3 separate regions of the Mus musculus genome follow, and regions 2 and 3 are each linked to region 1. Evidence: chromatin contacts called from public HiChIP or PLAC-seq and Micro-C data. All regions are on one chromosome and are shown on one strand. Each heading gives the region's core, a stretch centred on a gene start, on an enhancer-like site or on the middle of the called end of the contact. The rest is flanking DNA. Distances are from core to core; before and after follow the strand shown. Region 1 holds the start of Fzd4 (frizzled class receptor 4). Region 2 overlaps Tmem135 (transmembrane protein 135). Region 3 overlaps Tmem135 (transmembrane protein 135).

Region 1 (3,534 bases), core at 499-2,998:
GTGAGAGGATCATTTCCTAAGCTTTTATAACTTAGTTTGGAAGCCCTGAAACCTCTACAGGGATATTTCTCCAGCAACAGGTCTAATCCCAACCATCTTCCCCAAACCACAACTCAGCTTTTACAGCGACCGATGTAAAAACCCAAGCCTGTAAATAAACCGTATGTCTGTTTCTTATCTCGCTACAGCCAGAACTATAGATTTCTTAAGGTTTCAACCTGGACAACTCTAACCTCCATTTTTTTTTCTTTTTTATTAATAAAAGCCACTCAGCCTCACCAACCAAAACATGGAGAGTGTTAAGTTTTTAAAACTTCATTCCAATCTACTTTCCATTGAAGTTAGCTGTATAAGAGAAATTATAACTATGTTATATATGCAAATTACTTTTCACTTATTATTGTAGGAAGAACTTCTATATCATTACACATTACCAAAGTTTTAACATCTTAATGACTGTTAAGAAAAGGAGGGAAAAAAAGAAAAGGAAAAAAGAAGTTTTCAAATATGCACACTACCTTCCTGGAGCCTTTTCAGTCCTTCCAAAAATTAAACCTGCCTCCAACGTTAAGGACAAGAAAGAACTCGGGCCAACCTAACCACTCTTTCCTGTATGACCTCTAAAAAGTGCAGGACGACGGCGGGGCATTCTGCAGAAAACAGACAGCGATGTTTTATTTGGTAACCTACACCCAAAAATACAGGCAAAAGGGAGGTCGATGAGCGACCTGGAAGGGCGAAGTTCTGTCTCCTTATCACTCCTTCCAAGATTTAGGTGCAACCCGCTGCCCTGCCAGGACTCGCCCACCAAGCAGCGGCTGCCGGAATCCTTGGCAAAGATAGCCCTCAACTCCACTGGGGTTAGGGGCTTGGCCAGACATGGGCAGGGGAGAAAAACGGAAGGGCGGGGTGTAAGAATAGGTTCTTTCGCGGGCCAGATGACTTACACAACGTTTTGGCTTCCAGTCTCCAAGAGGGACAGAAAAGTGGGGGGTGGGGTGCGGGTTGGAAATCACTTTCTCAGGAGTTGTACCCTCAAGTTAGGAAGGGACCAGGAGGCTCGATCTGTCAGGGATTCCAAGGAAGGAGTTTGGGAGTCTCTGTCTACCGAGTCCTCCGGGGATGGGGGTAGGGGCACCCACCTGCAGCTGGCTGGAGCAGCCGTACTGGATGAGCGGCGTGAAAGTTGTCAGCTGCAGCTCGGCGTCTGTCTGCAGCTCGTGTCCCACTAAGTTGGGCATCTTGGTCACGTTGTAGCCGAGGTTCTGGCACATGGCGATGCGGATGGGGTCGCAGCGCCGCTCCTCCTCGTCCCCGAACCCCAGTGTCGGCCGCAGGAGCAGGAGGAACTGCAGCAGCAGCCCCAGCCTGAGCCCGACGCCTCCAGGCGCCCCCCGGCTGCTCGGCCCTGTGCCCGGCCAGGCCATGGCCAGAGCTGCGGGCAGCAGCGGCAGAGGCTGATCTAGCAGACACCCCCAGTTTGCACAGGGGCGCCGGTGGCCGCGCTGCTCCCAACTCCGGATAGGGAATGCGGTAAGGCGCCAAGGGCGACAAGGGGGCAGCAGTCGCCTCTCCAGCAGTTGTACGAGAATGTGCGGGATATCAGACGTCCGGAGCCCGGGCCGAGGGATGGACTGCTAGGGTCATGGCTGCAGGCGGCGATCCCAGAACTCGGCGCCGGCCGAGTCCGGCTTTTCGGCGAAGCCCGCCTGCACTCTACGCCGCGCTGTTCTCACCGCCCCAGCGCTCTGTGGCGCTGGAGGTTCGCAGGGCGGGGGCGGGGCGGGACGGACAACGCGACTGTCCAATGAAAGCCCCCCCTGGTCAGAGGGGGCGGGAAGGGGCGGGGCTCCTCTCCTGCTGTAAGGGTCAGGCCCCCGCCCGCGGCTTGATCCTCTCTCCCTTGCTCGCTCCAGAGGCGCCCCGCCCCGCTTGGCTTCCCGGCGCTCGGCGTCCTCCCACCCGGATCCATTGCACGCTGTGGCCAGGCGGCGATGGAGCCCCGTGGCTCCTGCCCAGCCAACCTGCTCTTCTCTTTCAGGTGAGACGTGCTCCCACATCTATGCCCCTTTCACGTCCTTCCCCTTACAGCTGTCACCTCCGGCCCCGTGGCCACCTCTGTATCAAGCAAAATAATGAACACAAAGAACACGGTATTTGGGGTTTACACAGATTGTGGCTTTAAATCCTGGCTGTGTGACCTTGAGCAAATTGCCCAACCTCTCCGCGTCAGGTTCCTCATCCGTAAAGTGACTTGGGAGGATTAGCGATAAAGCCTGAAAGGCTTAGAGCTGGTGCCTGGTACAGTTCGCAGAAAATTTCACCTCTAGCCAGTGGGGCTGGCGCCCGCCCCCCGGCCCCGCCCCGCACTCGGCGCGACCTGCGCCGGGAGCAGCCGGTCTGCAGTCGCCGTGGGGGAGGCGCTCCGGAGCAACAGAGCAGCCGATGGGCTCGCGCTCCGATTTCCTCACCGTACGAAATGAAATTCCACAGGGGGATTCGAAAGGAAATGAGGCCGGGACGCTCCGTGCTTCTCGGCCCGCCGCCCTTCCTGTCTCGGGGACACGGTTTCTAAATAAGGTTGGGAGGGTAAGAGCGCGGGAGGGAAGAGGCTTGACCTGTGCACTCGAAGCGAGGAAGGCGCACAAGCCCCAAGGACGCCCCTTCCCAGACCCGGGACACCCTTCCCCTGCATCCTGCACTTTTTTCGTTCCCATTCTTGCTCTCCGTGGCACTCTGGGGGTCGGCAGATGTTCCCACCCGTGTTCCAATCCAGCTTCTCTCTTCTTCACCCACAAAGAAAGGACTCTGTATTGGGTCCACCCTCTCTCTGCTTCCCATTTGGCCAGTGGAACTCTCAGCAGGTGATTTCCCAAACCATGTACTTGTTACTTGCTGAGACTAAAAGGAGCCTCCAACTGGCCACGCAGTAGGCCAGTTTCTGAGTGAAGTCCATCCATGCTCTCCTGTCACATAGCGGTTCTCAGTACCGGAGTAGTGTAGATCATCTAGCACAGTGACCGATGAATAATGCTCTATAATAACTCGGCTGCCACTTTTTGTTTATATCTGGGACAGATCGTGAAATGTAGATCGTAAGACTACCCCTTGCTTATCAGTCTCGTGCTAAATTCTGAGGATACTGGTAATAAGTAAAGGGATTCCTCCCCTCTCCTTCAGTTCTGTTTGCCTAAGCCCCTGCCTGTGTTTTTCTGAGTTCTTTGTGCCTTCCCATTTCAGTTGGTCTTCTGGCACACAGCTGAGGTAAGGTATAAATTGGAAGGATACATGCACTCAAATTTTATAGCTTTAGCTTTCTTATTCTTGACTGGCCCTGGTTGAGGGTAAAGAATGGAATCGGCTGTTTTGTGTATTTGCCTCTGTGCTTGGAACTGGCATATAGAAGCTCCATCTTCTCCAGTCACTGTCATAATCTGGTAAAGAATGTTTTGGCCCTTTAAGTAGACTGGGGAACTGAGGCTAAACCAAAGCAATAGTTAGCAATGATAGGACCCACCAAATCAGAGCCCAACC
Region 2 (3,534 bases), core at 665-3,164, 220 kb after region 1:
GTAGTAATCACTCAATAAAGGTAAATTCTTATTGTAATTGTTATCTAATTTAAATAGTTTTTGAAATTCAGTCTATTCTATGAGTTATTTAATCTCATGTAGCCTGTCTTAATTTATAACATGACCATAGTTCCCATTTTGCTGATATGTTGATTACCACCCACACAAGGCTTTCAGTAGGTGGTGGATCAAATTCAGTTTTCTCTTTTCCTGTTTAGCAGCATGATCAGCATGTTCATATTTGTATATATAAACTCTGCATATTTAATATCATAGAAGTACTGTATTCCACTGAGTGATTCCTGTAAATAAATTCAGTCAATATGTTGTCTGTCCCATGTTAATCTGGTAATCCAGTCACTGACAAAATGTATTTTTAGATAAATCCTATTTCTCTATAGTGTTGCATTTGAAGACATGGTGCTTCCTCGTCTACATTGTTGCCACCTCAGATTAGAGGCAGCAGTTAGCTGAAATTGCAGCAGAGATTAAAGAAATCACAGAATTTTATTCATAATATAGGTAAAAACAGTCAAGACGCACTATTGAATTCTCTCTCTAAATGATGAAATTTCTACATTTCAAAACACACAGTTGAGGCATGGGTGATGACTTAAACACCTGTCAGTGTGAAAGCCAGGGGGTCTCAGTGGCGAGTGCTAGGCTGATGGGAGACCCCACCTCTAAAACACAGGGGTGACAGCTCCTAAGGTTGACAGTGCCTGAGGGTTGACTTCTTGATGCACTAGCACACACACGAGTACAAACATGCACACATGCACACGATAAGATACTGTACTATGTATGAGACCATATGACATCAAAACTTAAGGTTCCTAAATAAGTCTGCTTTGATAAGCATACCTGGAAAACTAGAAGATTCTAGTTGTATGTAAGCACATTCCTGTAAGGCAGAAAGAACACCATGAGTTCAGGGCTAATTTGAGCTAACAGTGAGTTGAAGGCTTGCCTGGAGTACAGTATGAGACCTTGTCTCAAAGACAAATTGCCGTTGCTAATATGTTATTTTAATGCCACATTAAACATCAGCATTAGGCACAATAAACAGAAATATGGATGACATAACTATTTACCACCATCCTCTTTTAAGATATTTATAAAGGGAACATGTTTATTCACAGTAGGAAGTGAGCTGCTTGCTTCATAAAGCAGTCACTTGTGTTTAGATTAGAACTTTTAAAATTGTAAATTTTACCACACATGAGAAGTGCTCTGTGGTATGCGCTCCTGATTTCTGTTAATAAATAATGTCTTACAATGCTGAAGAAAGGAAAATACTCATATTTTCTTATTTTTCATATAATTAGAATACTTTTAATGAATCAGCATAAATGCTTTTTTCTTATTAAAATGTTATTTTTTAAAAAAATATTTATTTTCTTCTAGCATTGGATTTTATTTATTTAGATTTAAATAAGTATATTTGTTTCTGGTTGTACAATGTGTAGATTTCAAGTCAAACTCAACATCATCTTCCACAATACTAACAATGTAAGTATTCACTATCCCGCCTGTTCTGGTAAAATAAGCGCAACAGTTGTAAGATGGTAAAGTTTGTTGGAATTCTTGAATTAACAAAATTGCAGGATTATTAAATGTGCAAGATTAAAATTCCTGTTACTTAGATATTGTGGAATAAAAAATATGATTTACTTGTACAGAAAAGTATTTTGGCATCGCAGTTACTGATTAGAACTGGATGCCTTGGATATGTGCAAGCATCTGTGTCCATATGTACTTCCTGGGAAACAGCCAGGCATCTAAAATAGTTCCTGCTAGTTCACTTACTTTCCACCGAGAAAGAATTTCACACTGAGGTCAGCTCTGGAAGGGAGAAATTAGAGCAGAACAAAGAATATTTAATCATCATTTTACAACTCAGTAGTGAGAAATCTAGCCGGGAGCCAAGACTTTCCTTCCTACACACTGCCCTTGATGCACTTAGCGTCTCATACTCTGGTGGTATGTCTGTTAAAATACTTGAAAATACTGTCTACCAAATTTATTAAGCAGGTATGGAGAAATATCCTGAGTCAGGCCAAGCTCCTGTTATCCATGAGGAATCTGGACTTTACTTTCATTCAGTGAGAGTAAGTTGGGTGCTTTGAGAACCGTCTTACCATACGACACTGGGACAGAGTACTTTCTTCCCCTTTTGCACTGAGTCTGTTAGACGAACAAATTTTAATAGGAGTCTTAAGACCTCCAGAAAATAATTGGTATCTTTGATAAGATCGATAAATATTCTTTCAGACACATTTAAACATCAGTGGCCATTGTGACATAGTATTTAAAGAAACCGAGAGGCATAGTCAATCTAGAAGAAGGATTAGATGGCTTCTATCCTGTTCCAAATCCTCAGAGAGAAAAAGTGACACCATGGCATTCCTCCTTCCGTCTCATCCATTAGGCTTGTTATTAGCCAGTGTGCAGAAACTAACAGAGACAGTCATAACACTCAGTTTATTTCCCACTGGGTACCTTCAGTTTATTTAGATGTTCTGTAAGATGCCAGTAAAGACATTTATCTTTTCATGAATTTAATGAGTAGAAGAGTCCTCAACTGTGAATTGAAAACGTGGACCTTTTGATGAAAGATTGGATTGAAAATGGTTCTGTTTTTTAACAGACTGAATATTTTCATGACTCAGAATAATAAAATGGAAATATATACTTTGAGGATAAGCCAATTTATATATTGTTGGACATAACACAGACCACCCAGGCCTGGACCCTACTGTTTACAGTTACGGATCTTAAAGTCCATATGCTCTAGATGAGTCAGATCTATCTCTGTTCCAAGTAGAAAGTTTTCTGTCTGCAAAGGGCAATGATTTCACCTTCCCCACCCTCGTTCCTTACCCCAGCTAGTAAAATTCTGTCGAGCAGATTATTTCTGCAAGCAAAGGGGCTTATTTGCAGCTCAGTAATGATAACACTGCTGGGCTTTTCTCGAAGGACAGATGTTTAATATAGTTGGAAAACACTGGAGTTATACTTGCCTTCAAGGCAGTTTTGATATGTGTGTGTGTGTGTGTGTGTGTGTGTGTATGTGTGTGTACATACATACATATATATATACATATATATATATGCACATATTATTGTAAAATTTGAGGTCTAGTGTGAAGCTACATATGTGTGTATATGTGTGTGTGTGTGTATGCACACATATTTGTAAAATTTGAGGTCTAGTGTGAAGCTTCATTTTCCTTTATCCTTGTTTACAAAATTTTAGATTTTATTTTTATTTTTCAAACTTTTATTAGTTCTGTTTTCTTCAACATTTCTATTGAGTTTCCTCTTCATGCCCTGAACTGACTTTACTATTCATTCAGATTTGTTTGTGTTCTCTTTGAATCATTCAGGGGTTTGTGTTCCCTTTGTCTTTACTGAATCTTCTTATGAGTACTCATTTTAATTCTCTATGTGGGCTTTCATCCAAGTCACTGCCACTGCAATCTAATCCATAGAGGTGATACTGTTTCCACTTTCTCATACTTCTTACATTTC
Region 3 (3,534 bases), core at 442-2,941, 170 kb after region 1:
ATGTTTGATTGATTCTTACCTCTGTTTTCTGTATGTGAAGTTATGTGTAGTGTCAAGTGCCATGTGATTTGGTTCAGGGAGTCAGGTCAGAAAAGAGATATGCATTTAATGGTAAAGAGGTGCCCTTAATTTCAGGCAGAAAATTACACAGCTTTCTCATGACTTAGAAGCAAATGAGATCAAAGCTCATGGGAAAGATCGTTTAGGTGGCTTGAATTGAAGACACAGTGTTAAAAATGCTTGGCTCACTGACATTGTGCAAGCTTTCGTATAGTAGCTGGAAGTTAGATTACGGTGGATTGGGGAGATCATGAGTTGGGCGGGTGAGTAGACATCGTGAAGCCTCTTTTTAGGGAGGCAACTTCCGGAAGAGCATAAAAGATAGATAGCAAGAGGAGAAGTGCAGGAGTTAAAATCAAACATAAAGCCCCCAATGTAAATAATGTTCCTTTTCTTTGCATATACACATGTTATACCAACCATTACTGAATACAAGTTAGCTAAATATGTGTGTGTGTGTGTGTGTTTATGTGTAATGGTACTTCTAATGTAATTTATAGGGATTATAAGATCATCAAGTGAAGCCCATGGAAAGAGCAATCCCAGTCAGTCTTGAGAACCTTGCTATTGATAAGGACAAGTAGGACTTTGTCTGCACCCACAGTTTTTCATGTCAAGCCACTTGAGCACTGTCTCCCCACTCCTTTTTTTGAAATGATAAATTGGCATAGTGTGTGAATTTGGTGATTTGAGTTAAGTGTTAGTTTCCCCATATGTAATGGAGTGTTCTCATAGTAAAACTGTTATTTTTCAATGTTTATGTATTAAATTTCTTGTTCATAGTGAATCTATAGGAAGATGAAATGTGATGAAAACAACTTTTTAAATGCCTCGTGTAATCTTGTGATAAGTTTTTAAAATGGATTTACTAATCACAAAAATAGAAATTACCTTCATTGAAAGTATATAATTTAATGATTTAATTTTTAATTTTCTGAAATTAATTAATTTTAATTTTATTAATTTTCTGAAATTCTCATATATATGTATACACACATACACACACACACACACACACACACACACACACACACACACACACACAATGTATTTCAGTCATAGCCCCCTAAAATTTCTTCTAACCTCTAACAGATTTACTTGCTACCTCCCCACCCCTTCTCAACTTTCTGCCCTCTTTATTTTATAGCTCACTGTGTCCAATTTGAGTTATTCATATACTCATGGGTAGGGGGCTATCCAGTGGGACTGTGGTCAATGTAACAGGGACCATACCCTTAAAGAAAGCTGACTTTGCCTGTCCCAAAGCCATCAGCTCATTAGCTCCCCAGTTGGGGTAGAGGTCTGTGTGTCCTTCCTACTCCATGCTAGAATGGTAGCTGTCATCTTGTGCCTCGCAAGCTGTGCTGAGTTTAGGCATGCTGCCATTATGTCCAGAAGGCACTGTTTTACAGTGATCCTCCTTGGCTTCTGGCTCATAGTCTTTCAATCTTCCCTTGCTCTCTGGTCCCTGAGCCTTGGAGGTGGGTAGAGTGATATAGGTGTCCCATTTGTGGCTGAGCACTGTGTGGACACTGTAGTAGATGAAAATGGCCCCATAAGCTCATGGGGAATGGTGTTGTAGGAGGTGTGGCTTTGCTGCAGTAGGTTGGATTTGTTGGAGGATGTGGGTTACTGAAGGTAGGCTTTGAAGTCTCAGATGCTCAAGATAGGCCCAGTTTGGCATTCTCTTGCTACCTGTGGATTAAGACGTAGATATATCATTCCCTTCGTCAGTACCATGTCTGCCTATTTGCTTCCATACATCCCTCATGATGATAATGGACTAAACCTCTGAAATGAAACCAGTGCCAATTAAATGTTTTTCTTCATAAGGGTTGCCATGAAGTCTTCTTCACAGGAATAGAAACTCCAACAAAGACAGAAGTTTGTGCCAGGGACTTAGGGAACTCTGTGATATGCTGGACCATATTTTTGTTTGAGGAAATAAGGATTTTGGGACTTTGGATTACAAAACCAATTGAATGCTTTAAGCAGGGCTTCATGGCCCCTTGGGAGCAAGGAAGATGGTGCTGAGGGTGCTTTGAACTTCTGTGAGGTCTAACTTCAGGAGAGGTTTGATGGGAGAAGAATTTTGGTATGTGGCATAGAGACTATTCTTACAATATTTTTGTGAAGAATGTGGCTGCCTTTTGCCATTATCCAGAAAATCTGCCTGAGGCTAAATTGATGAATTATAGATTAACAGCTTTAGCAGAGGACATTTCAAAATAACCCAGCATTGGCTATGTTGGGTAGTTATTAGTGTTTACCCTTATGATGACCTATAATGAAAAGGAGCAAATTGAGCAAGAAAAAAAACAAAATGTGCAGTTCAAGGAGAAATGGGGCACCAGGAAGTGGAGTGGAGCTATATCTTGTGTACAAGGGGATAAACAGATTAAAGAAAAACTTAATGTTAGATGGAATAAAGGGCATGGTGACCGCTGGGCAAAACCACACCCTGCTAAGCTTCCAACTTGTGAAAAGAATGAAAGAAGAGCTTAGGGATGGATGTGGTGATGCACACCTTTGATCCCAGCAATCTGAAGGTAGAGTTGGAGGCCTGCCTGGTCTACAGGCAGTGAAGGAAACCCTGGAGAACAGAAAGCTGGTGACGATGCAATTGAATAAGGGGGTCATGTTCCAGTCCCAGCAAGCAGCAGAACTTGGCAGCTTCGGTCAAGTGGTTCTGGCTTTGGAGACAAGGATAGAAGAAAGGGGTTAAAGAATCTCCCTGCATGACTAAGGAAAGCCGCCAAGGCCAGGCATGCATGTGTCAGGAGTGTCCTTTGTAGAGGTCTAGAGAGGCCATTGTGTGAAGCTGTGAAGTTAAAGCCTAGATTTCCTTGGAGATCTTAAGATGGTGGAGATGTCAGAGCCATGGGATGCTTGCCAAGGAAAGCTGCTAACAGGGAGTAGAAACAACCCAAGAGAAAGATGTGTATTGCAGTCAACAAAGCTGAAAGGAATTGAAAGAGACTTTTGCATTAGACTTGGAGATGCAGAATTTGGAGTTTGTGCAACTGTTTTGGTATTGCTTTGGCCCAGAATTTTCTCAATATGTTCTTTTCTCCCTTTTGAAATGGTAATGTTTGGCAGTGTATGTGCTGTGCCATTACATGTTGGAAATATGTGATCTACTTTTTCATTTTGATTTTTCAGAGGTTGCATGAATCTCAGAAGAAACTTTGAACTTTGGAATTTTAAATACGTTTGAGATTGTTATAGACTATAGGGACTTTTAAAGTAGGACTGCATGCACTTTTGCATTATGATATAGGCCTAGGCGACCAGTGAGTGGAATGTGGTCGTTTGAATGAAAATGGCCCCTGTAGGCTTTTAGGGAGTGGCGTTATGGGAGTTATGGCCATATGCAAGAGTAGGTGTGGTTTTGTTAGAAGTGAGTTACTGGGGATAGGCTCAGATGCTCAGTCTAGGTCCAGTGTGACATTGTCTTACTTGTTGTCTGTGGTT

What was found. Hi-C and Micro-C count contacts between places; a contact is called where the count stands out from the background. HiChIP or PLAC-seq counts read pairs in DNA pulled down with a chosen protein or histone mark.
Region 2: a Micro-C map of muscle stem cells shows a contact between it and region 1, with 4 times the contacts expected there. The contact joins the enhancer-like site here to the promoter of Fzd4 in region 1. A contact is called at or near these places in 9 of 39 promoter capture datasets (the 3T3-L1 cell line, cancer-associated fibroblasts, cranial neural crest and 5 more), 1 of 15 datasets of contacts at CTCF or cohesin (pro-B cells), 77 of 484 Hi-C or Micro-C datasets (the AML12 cell line, B cells, B-cell progenitors and 45 more), 31 of 115 datasets of contacts at active chromatin or transcription factors (the NIH/3T3 cell line, the SCID.adh cell line, SST interneurons and 23 more) and 3 of 9 other capture datasets (adipose tissue, liver and pancreatic islet).
Region 3: an H3K4me3 HiChIP or PLAC-seq map of the SCID.adh cell line shows a contact between it and region 1, with 13 read pairs. The contact joins the enhancer-like site here to the promoter of Fzd4 in region 1. A contact is called at or near these places in 3 of 39 promoter capture datasets (the 3T3-L1 cell line, liver and neutrophils), 2 of 15 datasets of contacts at CTCF or cohesin (CD8 T cells and the NIH/3T3 cell line), 3 of 484 Hi-C or Micro-C datasets (LSK cells, myeloid progenitors and nephron progenitors), 20 of 115 datasets of contacts at active chromatin or transcription factors (the SCID.adh cell line, bone marrow-derived macrophages, cardiomyocytes and 12 more) and 4 of 9 other capture datasets (adipose tissue, embryonic stem cells, liver and 1 more).

The regions. Positions count from the first base shown.
Region 1 is chr7:89,402,580-89,406,113 of GRCm38.p6, reverse strand. It overlaps Fzd4 (frizzled class receptor 4), which reads right to left and starts at 1,748. Exons shown (of 2, transcript NM_008055.4): 1 at 1,143-1,748. The coding sequence starts at 1,427. It also overlaps a transcript of Tmem135 not described here.
Region 2 is chr7:89,182,386-89,185,919 of GRCm38.p6, reverse strand. The region is part of intron 6 of Tmem135 (transmembrane protein 135); the gene reads left to right. Among named protein-coding and RNA genes, the nearest start is that of Tmem135, 150 kb to the left of the region's middle. Within about 2 kb of position 1,914, at least 6 of the 459 cell types and tissues checked have an H3K27ac peak or open chromatin away from gene starts, as enhancers often do. A contact at or near this core is called in muscle stem cells, where this site is marked.
Region 3 is chr7:89,230,863-89,234,396 of GRCm38.p6, reverse strand. The region is part of intron 5 of Tmem135 (transmembrane protein 135); the gene reads left to right. Among named protein-coding and RNA genes, the nearest start is that of Tmem135, 110 kb to the left of the region's middle. Within about 2 kb of position 1,691, at least 11 of the 459 cell types and tissues checked have an H3K27ac peak or open chromatin away from gene starts, as enhancers often do. A contact at or near this core is called in the SCID.adh cell line, memory CD8 T cells and neural progenitor cells, where this site is marked.